Regions from separate parts of the Sus scrofa genome. Here region 2 is linked to region 1. Evidence: chromatin contacts called from public HiChIP or PLAC-seq data. All regions are on one chromosome and are shown on one strand. The core of a region is the stretch at or near the end of the contact, and the rest is flanking DNA. Distances in the headings are between cores, read along the strand shown.

Region 1 (6,808 bases), core at 1,781-4,280:
CCCAGGCAGGGCAGGCACCCCGCCCCACTGCCCCTGACCTTGCCTCATCCCGCAATAGAGCATCCATTGTCAGCGGGTAATTGGGTTCCGGCACATCCCCTCCCCCAGCTGCGGGTGGAAGCAAAGGGAAACACAATCTGTTTTCTATTTGTCACAGCTGCCAAGATGCCACTCCTTGCTCTGCTTCCCACCCCCTCCCCACTGAGCCACAGTCGCTATAACAGTCCTCGGCCGCCCCGGGCTGCGGGGATTAGAGCTGCTGCTCAGGCTGGCTAACCTGGGAGAATCATGACAAAAACCTAAAGGAGTTCCCTGGTGACTCAGCAGGTGAAGGATTCAGCATTGTTACTGCAGCTGCTCAGGTCGCTGCTGTGACTCAGGTTCAATCCCTGGCCCAGGGATCTTTCAAATGCCATGCATGTGGCCCCCAAAAAAGACAAAACCGTAAAAACAGCCTAACAGGTCTCCTGGTTCATATCCTCATCTACAGGGAGCCTAAGATATTGCCCTTCCGTTGGAATCTCTCCACCCAAAGGAGAGGTTCACATCCTGGCTCCCTTTCTTTGTGGCCATGTGACCTTGGGCCAGTCACCTAACCTCTCTGGGCAAGGGTTTCTCGTTTGTAAAATAGGGATGATGCTAAGATTAGGAAAGGCTGTAGGCGGTCTTGAATGTTTTCATCCAGGCAGAGTGTTAGGCCTGCAATGTTTGGTAACTGCTACAGGTCATTGGGTTTATTGGAAGAGAGCTGGAGCTTGCATATTTTAATGTTTTTTGCAGAGGTGACTGTCTTTGCCCCAGACCACTCTGAGATGGTCAGAGAGGGTCGTCTGTGTAAGCCCAGGATCGCCTGCTTGCTCTACCCACTTGCATCCAGAGGACCTACTGGGTGGGTGTTCCTTGGTGGCCTAGCTTTTAAAGGATCCAGCATTGTCCCTGCTGTGTCTTGGGTTCACTCCCCACCCCAAGAACTTTGTGTGTTGCAGATGCAGCCAAAAAAAAAAAAAAAAAAAAAGCAGAGGCCCTACTGAAGGTCCAGTGTGTGCCCATCTTGTGCTGATGGGAAGAAAGCAAGGCGGTACCAGGAGGGACATAAAAAGAACTGGAAGGTTTGGGGGAGTTCCCATCGTGGCTCAGTGGGTTAAGAACTCAACTAGTATCCATGAGGATGCCAGTTCGATCCCTGGCCTCGAACCCTCTGTGGGTTAAGGATCTGGTGTTGCTATTGCCACAGTGGTATTGTCACTGCAGTGGCTTGGGTTTGATCCCTGGCCCAGGAACTTCCACATGTGGAGAGCATGGCCAAAAATAAATGAAGCCAAAAGGAAGTTCTCTAAATAGAGAAGAATCAGGAAAGAAGAAAATTTGGGTAAATTAAAAAAAAAAGAAGAACTGGAAGGTTTGGGCTCTGCCCACGGAGGGCTGACAACCACCTGAGTTGGGCTAGAAGACAGCCAGGCTCTGGGGACACATCTCTGGCCCTCAAGTTCTACAGGAGTTGAAGAAACGCAGCAGGCATGGAGGGCTTCCCGGAGGAGGTGAGCCAGGTTTGAATCCTGCCTCTGCTGGGGATCTTCGGCAATGTCTTCACCTCCCTGGGCTTGGTGACCTCATCTTTTGGGAACGTCAAGAAAAACAACAGCTCAAGTCAGCCAGGCCTTTAATGGACAGGGTTAGGGCTGTTGATGTAGAAACAAAGACATCTTGAATTCAGCTTTCGTTGGAGGAAATCCCAGCAGGGCCTTGGCCTTGATGTTCAGAGTGACTCTGCTCCTGCCCCTGGAGGTCCAGCCATAGACAGACCTTCACTGAGGTCTGGCTCTATTCCCATGTCTCTGAATACCTCAAGCAAATCACTTAAGCTTTGAGACTCAGTTTCTCCAACTGTAAAATGGGACACCATGCACCAGTATGACTGGGGGTGCTTAGCTAACATAGATCTGGCACATAGAGATGTTGCTCAAAAGATCAAAGCAGGAGTTCCCGTTGTGGCACAGTGGAAACGAATCCAACTAGGAACCATGAGGTTGCAGGTTCAATCCATGGCCTCGCTCAGTGGGTTAAGGATCCGGTGTTGCTGTGGCTGTGGCGTAGGCCAGCGGCTACAGCTCTGATTGGACCCCTAGCCTGGGAACCTCCATATGCCATGGTGCGGCCATAGAAAAGACAAAAAGACCAAAAAAAACAAACAAAAAAATCATCAAAGCAACTGCTCCTAATTTTTTTTATTTGTCCTTGACTGTGGCATGCAGAAGTTCCCAGGCCAGGGATCGAATCCTGGCGCCAACAGTGACAATGCCAGATCTTAACCCACTGAGCCGCCCAGGGAACACAGCAACTACTCCTAATTTCTAAGGCCAAGAAGAGGTGTCTGAAAAAGGAAAGTGACTAATAGACAGCAAAGGTCAGCTCTTGGTGGGCGTGTCAAGATCCCCCCTTCCCTTTTGGATGAATCAACTTGAACATGGCAATAATAGCCAGCCTTGGTTCTGAATGACCGCAGATGCACAAAATTGGGTTAACCATCGTCTCCTGACTCACTCCCTTTGTTGGTGGGTACCTGGCCGGGTTTTTTTGTTTTTGTTTTCTTTTTCACCGTCTAGGGATCTAATCCGAGCCATAACTATTGATCCACTGCGCCACAGCAGGAACTCCCACCTGGCATGTTTTTTATTTTATAGTTTTGTCTAGCTCTTCACCACTTTCTGTACCTTTGAACTTATTGTTCTGTAATACAATGGACACTCATGTGACACTGTTCCCAGGGCAGGGACAAGACTGTGCCTCATGCAGTTCCCCATGGGTCCCCTCTCCCCAGCCATGTAAGCACCTTTCCTTGATCTCATGAGCAACTATTTTGTCCTCACTTCAGGCCAGGCACAGCACCCAGAATTTACGTTTGTCATTTCCTTGCTTCTTCTTTTTTTTGTTTTGTTTTGTTTCGGTTTTGGCTGCCCACCCCTCCCCCCACCCCCCAGTATACAAACGTTCCTGGGCTAGGGATTGACTCCATGCCCCAGCAGTGACAACACCAGGTCCTGAATTCCCATTCCCTTGCTTCTTTGCATGAAGATTACTGGGGGCATCTGTTTATGTGTGTGTCCACACTTGTGCTTCTCAGGCTTCAGTGGGCTCAGAATCACCAGGACAGCTGTGAAGATAGATTCCAGGCCCCAGCCCCAGAGTGTCTGATTCTGCAGGTCCGGAGCAAGGTCCAAGAATTGGCATTTCTAACACCTTTCGTGGGGACAGTGCCGCCACTGTTACTGGGGACCATACCTTAAGAAGCGGGGCACTGAAGATTATAGTATGGAGTTCGAGTTGTTTGCGAGCATCATAACAAGGGTGTCATGTTATGCGTAGTCTTCTGGGCTAGGTGTTTTCATTCAACCCCAGTGATTTCCTAAGCGTGAATTTGCCTCCGGCGGATGTCTGGAGACATTTCAGCTTGTCATGACTGGTTGGGTGTGGTACGTGACTGGCATCTAGTGGGTAGGCTCCAGGGACGCTGCTCACCATCTTGCGTGCCCAGGAAGCTCCCTGCAACAGAGTGACCCGTGTTCTCAACATCAACAGTCCCAGGAGAAATGGAAACATTTGTTCACGCAAACATCCACACAACGCAAACATCCACACATGCAAACATGTGTATATACTTTAGTTACGAAAAAAGAAAGAAAGAAACAGGAAGCTCCTGCTGTGGTGCAGTGGGTTAAGGATCCAGTGTTGCTGCAGCCATGGCACAGGTCACAGCTGCCGTCTGGATTCAATGCCTGGCCAGGGAACTTCCACATGCTTCGGGTAAGGCCAAAAAAACCAAATGGGAAACAACCCAAATGTCCATTGATGGATGAATAAACAGTATGTGGTCCTTTCAATGATGGAATAGGATTCAGCCATAAAGAGGAATGACATGATGCAACAGGCTACAGTGTGGATGAACCTTGAAAATCTAATGGTGAACAAGAGAACCCAGACATGAAAGGTCCCACGTTGTGTGATGCCATGGATGTGAAATGCCCAGAAAGGGCAAATCCATGGAGACAATAAGTAGATTGGTGGTTGCCAGAGGCAGGGGAGGAAGTAATGGGGTGACCGCTGATGGGTAGGGGATTGCCCTTCAGGGACGATGCAAATGTTCTAAAATTGATCAGGGTGATAAGGACACAGCTCTGTGAATAGACTAAGATCCATTGAATTGCATGATTTAAGAAGGTGAATTACATCGTATGTGAATTCTCAGCAAAACTGAGATTAAAAAAATTAAAATGAGGAGTTCCTGCCGCAGTGCAGGGGGTTAAGGATCTGGCATTGCCACAGCTGCAGTGTAAGTCATAGCTGCAGCTCAGATTCAATCCCTGGCCTGGGAACTCCATATGCCTTGGGGCAGCCAAAAAAAATTTGAAATTAAAATGAGAAAAAATTAAAATTAAAAAAGTGTCAGTTAAGAAATTCTGCCATTTACTGACACTATCTTTTACTGAGACTCAGCCCATGTGAGCCTAGAGCTGCTGCCTATTCATTTTCTCTACTGTGTAATATTCCACACCATAGTTATCCATCTTCCTGGCAAAGAGTATTTGGGTTGGTTCCACATTTTGCTGGAGCCCAGTGAATAGGGCTGCCAAGCACATTCTTGTACCCATAGTTCAGGGCACACAGGCAAGAGTTTCACTTTGGCACATACCTAAGAGAAAAATGACTAAATCACAAGGAAGAGGAATCAGCTTTACCAGCTGTCATATTAAGCACTTTCCACTCACTCCAGGCCCTGGGCTAATTATCTACCTTTTTTCTCACCCACTTTATTTATTTACTTTTTTAGGGCTGAATCCACAGCATGTGGAAATTCCCAGGCTAGGGGTCCAATCTGAGGTGTAGCTGCTGGCCTGCGCCACAGCTACAGCAACACCAGATCCGAGCCGTGTCTGCAAACTACAGCGCAGCTCACAGCAACTCCAGATCCTTAACCCACTGAGCAAGGCCAGGGATCGAACCCATGTCCTCATGGATACTAGTCAGGTTTGTTACCACTGAGCCACAATGGGAACTCGTTCTCACCCATTTTAGAGATGAGGACACTGAGGCTCAGAGAGCTGAATTAACTGGCTTGGCCCAGGACGAACAGACCAGACTATAGCTCTCAGTTCACACATCCCACAGCTAACTCCCCCTCCAGCCTGAGTGACAGGCTTCCCCAAGCAGATACGCTGTGAGCAGCAAGGGCCAGGGTGGGGGGGGTGCTTGCCAGAAGCAGCTTTGAATAATTCACCAGCCACTTCCAGCCCAGCCTGGATATGGAGATGACAGCGGGTGACAACTTGTTTAGAAAACAGCCCATTGCTTCTGAGACATCCATATGGAAGAGCCTCAGAGGCTTCTCAGGGTGGGGCCTGCTGAACTTTCTAGAACGGCTGGCAAATCTACATCACACACCACAGTCCTCTCCTCCACCACCCTGAAGCCTCCCTCCTGCCTTGTGGCTAAAGTCCAAAAGGAGCTCACACACCGAGCAGAGCAAGATTGTGCAGCAGTGATGCCTGGGGCTGTCGGCTCATGGCAGTCCTCCCTCCAAATCCCACTTTTACCACGGGCTTGCTGTGTGACCAAGGGACAGTGACTTGACATCACTGAGCCCGACTTCTCACTTCAAAACATCAGTGCAGAAGGCATACAGCCTAGGCTCCAAATCCAGCTCTGCAAGATGTAACCGATTTTTATTTCTTTGCAATCCACATAAAGCCAAGATGAAGCCCTGACCCTCCCAAGATGACAGAAAATCTCGCCTCGATCTCATGATTGGGGCTCCTGCACACTGGTCAGATTTGGTCAGAGACCAAATCTGAGATGTCCCTCTGGCCACTGGTTCCCTCTAAGAACCCATGAGATGTTTGCAATCGAGGACCATGTGGACTTTTCTGGGGTGAAATTCTCCAGCATCCAAGTTGTGCAGGGCAGGGCATGGAGTTTGTCTGCACTAGGACCTCTTTGTTCAGGGAGCCCCTGTCCTGGAGCACGATTCAGCTTCGAGAGCCTGTCACCTGGCCTTGAGCGCTGCCATGGGGTGAGGTCACCAGGACTGCCTCCCTCCTGCCAACTCCATCATGTCTCTCTCCACTTCTTGCTCCCTCTTCAGAACCAAGTGCAATTTCTCAGCGGGTCCCGGGATGCCTCCTGTTCCGCAGGAAGAGAACTCTCACTGGGATGCGGTTGCTGGGTGACGCCCTCTCCCAGCCTCTCCTGCTTCCCTTGAGCAGGTGCCGGAATAGCTTGTACAGTTCCACACCACCTGCTTAACTTGCCTCCACTCTCTCTCCCTCCCCACTTCTGAGATCCTGGCTGTGGGTCTGGCTTGGACTCTGCTTCAACCATGCAATGAAGGACCATGTTCCAGAGGTGTGGGAACAAAAAGATGGGAAGGTCTGGTTCCCCAAACAGCTGCAGAACTTAGCCTCGGGGTATCCTTCCCTCCCTCAGACCTCCGACATCAGAGACACAAACTTCTCTCTTGTTTTAATCAATGTGGAAGGTTGTTTTGGGAGAAAAGGGGTCTTTGTTACAGCAGCTGAGCTTATACCCTGACTCATACGTACAGTTTTTATGAAAGGCTTATGATGGTTAATTTTATGTGTCAACTTGACTGGACCATGGGCTGCTCAGATATTTGGTTAAACGCTATTCTGGGTGTGTCCATGAGGATATCTGTGGATGAGATTGACATTTAAATCAGTAGACTGGGAAAAGCAGATGGCCCTCCCCAATGTGGGTGGGCCTCGTTCAATCAGTTGAAGGTTCAAATAGAACAAAA
Region 2 (6,808 bases), core at 3,136-5,635, 89 kb before region 1:
CTCTATGCAGCTAGTTCTCATCTGATTCTCAGATCAGGTATGGGTGAAGCCCTGAGGAAGCTCTGGAATCTCTTCAGATTTTTTTTTTTTTTTTGTATGTATGTATATATTTTACGGCCGCACCTGTGTCATATGGAAGTTCCCAGGCTAGGGGTCGAATCGGAGCTACACCTGCTGGCCTACACAGCAGCCATAGTAATGCTGGATCTGAGCCGCATCTGCAACCTGCTCCACAGCTCACAGCAATGCTGGATCCTTAACCCCCTGAGTGAGGCCAGGGATCAAACCCGAATCCTCACAGACACTATGCTGGGTTCTTAACCCACTGAGCCACAACAGGAGCTCCTCTTTAGATTTTAATCCCTCCCTTCTTAATCCAGTGTACAGGTATGAGCAAGTGGAAAAAATAATCTTCTTTCATGCTCTTTTAAACAAATGTATAAATAAATTTTGAACTACCTCTGCTTTAAAAAAGGGGGGGTTCCCATTCCAGCTGTAACAAATGTCCATCAATTCAGTGGCTTAAACAACACAACCTTATTCTCTCACAGGCTGGAGATCAGAAGTCCAAAATCAGGTTGCCCAGGCAGGTCAAGATGCTGTCTGCGGAGTTCCTGTCGTGGCACAGTGGAAACGAATCCGACTAGGAACCATGAGGTTGCTGGTTCAATCTCTGGCCTCGCTCAGTGGGTTAAGGATCTGGCGTTGCCGTGAGCTGTGGTGTAGGTTGCAGACGCGGCTTGGATCCCACATTGCTGTGGCTGTGGTGTTGGCTGGCAGCTGTAGCTCCGATTCGACTCCTAGCCTGGGAATCTCCATATACCGCAGGTGGAGCCCTAAAAAGCAAAAACAAAAACAAAAACAAACAAAAACGTTGACAGGGCAGGTTCCTTCTGGAGGCTCCAGAGGAGAATGACTTCCGCACCTTTTCTCGCTTCTGGAAGCTGCTTCCATTCCTTGTCTCAGGACTTCACATCACTCAAACTTCTCGCTTATAATTTCCAATCCTCTTTTCTTTTTCTTTTTTGATTTTTTTATTACTCAAATGAATTTATCACATCTGTAGTTGTATAATGATCATAACAATCTGATTTCACAGGATTTCCATCCCACAGCCCAAGCACATCCCCCCAGCCCCAAAATGTCTCCTCTGGAGACCATAAGTTTTTCAATGTCTGTGAATCAGCATCTGTTCTGCAAAGAAGTTCAGTCTGTCCTTTTTTCAGATTCCACATGTCAGTGAAAGCATTTGATGTTGGTGTCTCATTGTATGACTGACGTCACTTAGCTTGGTAGTTTTCTAGGTCCATCCATGTTGCTAAAAATGCCGGTATTTCGTTCTTTTTGATGGCTGAGTAATATTCCATTGTGTATATGTACCACATCTTCTGGATCCACTCCTCTGTCGATAGACATTTAGGTTGTTTCCATGTTTTGGCTATTGTAAATAGTGCTGCAATAAACATTGGAGTACGTGTGTCTTTGCGAGTCATGGTTTCTCTGGGTAGATGCCCAGGAGTGGGATTGCTGAATCAAATGGTAGTTCTATGTTTAGTTTTCTGAGGAATCTCCATACTGCTTTCCACTGTGGTTGCACCAATTTACAATCCCACCTTTTTCTCTACCCCCTCTCCAGCACTTATTGTTTGGAGACTTTTTGATGATGGCCATTCTGGCTGGTGTAAAGTGATACTCAGAATGGTTTTGATTTGCATCTCTCTAATAACGAGTGATGTTGAACATCTCTTCATGTGTTTCTCGGCCATCTGTATGTCTTCTTTGGGGAACTGTCTGTTTAGATCTTCTGCCTGTTTTTTGATGGGGTTGTTTGGTTTTTTTGGTATGGGGCTGCAGAAGGTGTTTATAAATTTTGGAGATTAATCCCTTGTCAGTTAATTCACTTGCAAAGCTTTTCTTCTATTCTGTGGGTTGTCTTTTTGTGTTGTTTAGGGTTTCCTTTGCTGTGCAGAAACTTTTGAGTTTGATTAGGTCCCATTTTTTTATTTTTGCTTTTACTGTCAATACTCTAAGAGGTGGATCTGAGAAGATGTTGCCGTCATTTATGTCAGAGAGGGTTTGGCTTATGTTTTCCTCTAAGAGTTTTATAGTGTCTGGTCTTATATCTAGGTATTAATTCATTTCGAGTTTATTTTTGTGTGTGGTGTTAGGGAGTGTCCTAATTTCATTCTTTTCCATGTGGCTGTCCAGTTTTCCCAGCACCACTTATTGAATAAGCTGTCCTTTCTCCACTGTCCAATCCTCCTTTCTGTAGTCAAGTCTCTTTCTGCCTCCCTCTTTTAAAAATTTAAAAATTTTTATTTATTTAATTTTTTTTTCTTTTTTGGCTGCATACACAGTTTATGGAAGTTCCCGGGCCAGGGATCGATTCCAAGCTACAGCTGTGACCTAGGCCACAGCTGTGGCAATGCTGGATCCTTAACCCACTGTAACACAGCGGGAACTCCTATTTTTATTTTTTTCGAATTTATTTAATTTATATTTTTTTGGTCGTGCCCACAGCATGCAGAAGTTCCCCGGCCAGGGATCAAACTCAAGCCACAGCATCGATCCGACCCACAGCGGTGATAATGCCTGATCTCTAATGGGCTAGGTCACCAGGGAACACCAAATTTATTTTACTGAAATATAGTTGATTTGCAATGTTGTGTTAATTCCTGCTGTACAGCGAAGTGACTCAGTTATACATATATATACATTCTTTTCTGTTACGGTTTATCACTGGATATTGAATAGAGTTCCCTGTGCTATAAGTAGGTCCTTGTGGTTTATCCATTCTATATATACTAGTTTGCATCTGCTAACTCCAAACTCGCCACTCATCCCTCCCCCACCCCCTCCCTCTTGGCAACCACAAGTTTATTCTCTATCTGTGAATCTGTTTCTGTTTCATAGATAAGTTCATTTGTGCCATATTCTTGATTCCACATATAAGTGATATCATATGGTATTTGTCTTTCACTTTCTTACTTAGTATGATAATCTCTAGGCCCATCCAGGTTGCTGCAAACTCTCTGTCTCCCTCTCAAAAGGACACTTGTGGTTACATTTAGGGTCTGTGCGGTTCGCCCGGGATGGTCTCTCCATCTCAATGTCCTTAGTCACATCTGCCAGGCTCCTTTTGCCTGGGCATCTTCAGGGGGCGCTATTCTGCCCACTGTGTGCATTACCAACAGCCTTGCAAGGGCCCTTTCCGCCCACCACATTTCTGTCTCTCTCCTGTGCCAGCACATGCTGATTTGCTTCATTCTTTTCGGCCTGATGGGCACTTGCACAGCAACTGCCTGTTAAAAACCACGCTGGCAATGTTCATAGGGAAACCATCAGAGTTCTGGGCTCCCCTGGGAGCAGAGAGGGGAGCTGGCTAGCTCTGAGAAAGAGTTCTGGAAAATATTGAGCCTTCCCACGGCCAAACTCTCCTCTGGAGGTGCTTCCAAGTCCCCCAGATCCCCCAAGTCAGAGGTGGCTGGTGCAATGTGAGATGTGACCCCAAAGCTGGGATCTGGGGACAAAATGGCATATAAGCAGAGGTCAGTGTACAGTGGGAGAAAGGAAATAAAGTGTCCTTGTTTTCGGGTCACGTGCAGAATGATCAGTGCCTGAATGGACCTACTTAAAATTCAACTGTTTCCTTACATTTACATTTGTCGTTTATGCAGCCTCACATTAGCTACGCTGGTTAACTTTCTTTTTTTTATTTTTATTTTTTCAATTATAGTTGATTTATAGTGTTCTGCTAATTTCTACTGTACAGCAAAGTGACCCAGTCATACATATACATATATATTCTTTTTTTTTTTTTTTTGCTTTTTAGGATTGTACCCATGGCATGTGGAGATTCCCAGGCTAGGGGTCTAATTGGAGCTACAGCTGCCACAACCACAGCAACGCCAGATCTGAGCAGCATCTGCGACCTACACCAGACCTCACGGCAACACCAGATTCTGAACCCACTGATCGAGGCCAGGGACTGAACCTGCAACCTCATGGTTGGATTCATTTTCGCTGCTCCATGACGGGAACTCCTATATATTCTTTTTCTCACATTATCCTCCATCATGTTCCATCACAAGTGACCAGATATAGTTCCCTGTGCATATTGTAAACAGTGAGTGCTGCAATGAAGATACAGGTGCATGTATCTTTTTCAATGAAAGTTTTGTCTGGATATATGCCCAAGAGTGGGATTGCTGGTTCTATGTTTAGTTTTCTGAGGTACTTTCATCTGTTTTCCATAGTGGTTGTACCAAGCTGGTTAACTTTCGGTTGCCCCTCCAGACCCTCCCTGCTCTGTTTATCAGGAGGCTGACCCTGTGGACTACATTTCCCAGGATCCCTTGCACTCTGGCTTCCTTCCAGAATCAGCCAATGGGAAGCACCAAGGAAAGATAGAAGGGTGGGAGAAGAAAAAGGGTGAGGTACTTCCCCGGTACTGCCTTTCCTGCCTGACCGTAACTGGAACAGGGGCTGTGTTCTTCTGCTGAAGGACCCTTCTGTCAGATGGCCCCTGTCCTCCAGCTCCAGCTCTCTCTGGGTTCCAGTAGCTACTTCCTGTCCATGCAGCCTATGGGTAATAACAGCTTCTTGTTTTCAGGAGCCCTGGGCACTGCACAATTTCTTCTTGGGTTCCCTCCACAGACCTCACCTCCACCTTTGTAGGCTGTCCCTTCACTAACTCTCCCAGTTACTCCATTTGAGAACTGGGACTCAGACAGATACAGTGAACAATGATATTTGTGACACTGCAGGTTTGCTGCACAGTTACAACGTGTGAACACACATTGAAATAAATACTAATTATTAAAGCCAAAAAAAATACTGTGGTGTTCTACTTAAAATCATCTCATTTCATATCATTGGTATTCATGGCACTTGGGACATTGTCATGGAATAAGCTCTATTACAGGGATGATAAAAAGCTTGTGGTGGCCATTATGGCTCAGTGGGTTAAGAACCCGACATAGGGTCCATGAGGATGAGGGTTCGATCCCTGGCCTTGCTCAGCAGGTTAAGGGTCCAGTGTTGCTGCAAGCTGCAACATAGGTCAAAGATGCAGCTCAGATCTGAGGCTGTTGTGGCTGTGGTGTAGGCTGGCAGCTGCAGCTCTGATTTGACCACTAGGCTGGGAAATTCTGTATGCTGCAGGTGCAGCCATAAAAAAAAAAAAGAAAAAGAAAAAGAAAAGGAAGAAAGAAAAAAGAAGTAGGATAAAACAAAGCTTATTTGACCTAAGCATGGGGACCAAATAATCATACATCCTGAGGGAGTGGGGTGCAGCTTGCCAAGGTCAGGCTGCACTAGGGATATGGACTGGGGGGAATAATGGAGGAAGATAAAGTCCGTGTAAGCACTCTGGGTACCACTAAATTGTTGGAGTCTGGTATTTCCAATGGGAAACTTACCATTTTTGTAAATAACTGCTTATATGAGGCTGTAACCATGCACTGCTCAGAATTCTTGCTTGCAAGTGACAGAGACCAACTCAAGTTACTATATTAGGTTCCTCGATTGCTGTAACAACATGCCAAAAACTGGGCATCTTAAAACAAGAGGAATTCATTGTCTTACAATTCTGGAGGCCAGAAGTCTGAAATCAAGGGGTCAACAAGGCCATACTCTGATGGTTCTGGGGAAGAACACTTCCTTCCTCTTCTAGCTTCTGGTTTTGCCGGCAACCCTAGGTGTTCCTTGGCATCCTAGTCATACGGCATGGTCCCTTTGAGTCATCTTCCCTCTGTGCATGTCCGTTTCTAAATTTACCCTTTTTTATAGAGACTCCAGTCATACGGGGTTAGGGCCCAATCTAATGACCTCATCTTAACTTGATGACCCCTGTCAAAACACTATTTCCAAATACGGACACATTCTGAAATACAGGGGTTAGTATTTCAACATATATTTTTGTGAGAAGGGACAAAATTCAACTCTTTATTTATTTATTGTCTTTTTGCTATTTCGTGGGCCGCTCTCGCGGCATATGGAGGTTCCCAGGCTAGGGGTCGAATCAGAGCTATAGCTGCCAGCCTATGCCAGAGCCACAGCAACGCAGGATCCGAGCTGCGTCTGCGACCTACACCACAGCTCACGGCAACGCCGGATCGTTAACCCACTGAGCAAGGGCAGGGATTGAACCCGCAATCTCATGGTTCCTAGTTGGATTCATTAACCACTGCGCCATGACAGGAACTCCAAATTCAACTCTTTATAGTGACTCAATTTACAAAAAAGAAGAAGAAGAAGAAGAAAAGGAAGGAAAGGAAATTATTGCTCTGGTTAATAAGAAAAGAAAATCCGGAGTTCCCATCTTGGTGCAGCAGAAATGAACCCGTCTAGGAACCATGAGGTTGCGGGTTTGACCCCTGGCCTCGCTCAGTGGATTAAGGATCCGGCGCTGCCATGAGCTGTGGTGTAGGTTGCAGACGCGGCTTGGATCCCACGTTATTGTGGCTGTGGCGGAACAGCTCCGATTAGACCCCTAGTCTGGGAACCTCCATATGCCGTGGGTGCGGCCCTAAAAAGACAACAACAACAACAACAAAATCAACAAAATCAAGGTGTTGTGGCTAAAAGAAGGGGAGGGTGGATATTGAGAAGATCATTGTCAGTTCCTGCCCAGGAATTTTTTTGGGGGGAGGGGCTTGTCCAAAGTCACACCCTTGGTCAGTAAGGGAAACATATTTGAACCCGCCACTGCCCGTTCTCTCAGCTTTTGCTACATTTGGTAATTGCCTAAAGAGGAAAATTAAAAGATGTTATTCTTTGTTGGTTTGATTGATTTTGGCTATGCTCA

Evidence for each region. HiChIP or PLAC-seq counts read pairs in DNA pulled down with a chosen protein or histone mark.
Region 2: an H3K27ac HiChIP or PLAC-seq map of alveolar macrophages shows a contact between it and region 1. The contact joins two enhancer-like sites. A contact is called at or near these places in 3 of 47 Hi-C or Micro-C datasets (alveolar macrophages, brain and fetal liver) and 2 of 2 datasets of contacts at active chromatin or transcription factors (alveolar macrophages and skeletal muscle).

Annotation. Positions count from the first base shown.
Region 1 is chr14:28,424,248-28,431,055 of Sscrofa11.1, reverse strand. No RefSeq gene overlaps it. Among named protein-coding and RNA genes, the nearest start is that of SCARB1, 130 kb to the right of the region's middle. Within about 2 kb of position 3,030, at least 5 of the 83 cell types and tissues checked have an H3K27ac peak or open chromatin away from gene starts, as enhancers often do. A contact at or near this core is called in alveolar macrophages, where this site is marked.
Region 2 is chr14:28,514,733-28,521,540 of Sscrofa11.1, reverse strand. No RefSeq gene overlaps it. Among named protein-coding and RNA genes, the nearest start is that of NCOR2, 120 kb to the left of the region's middle. Within about 2 kb of position 4,385, at least 14 of the 83 cell types and tissues checked have an H3K27ac peak or open chromatin away from gene starts, as enhancers often do. A contact at or near this core is called in alveolar macrophages, where this site is marked.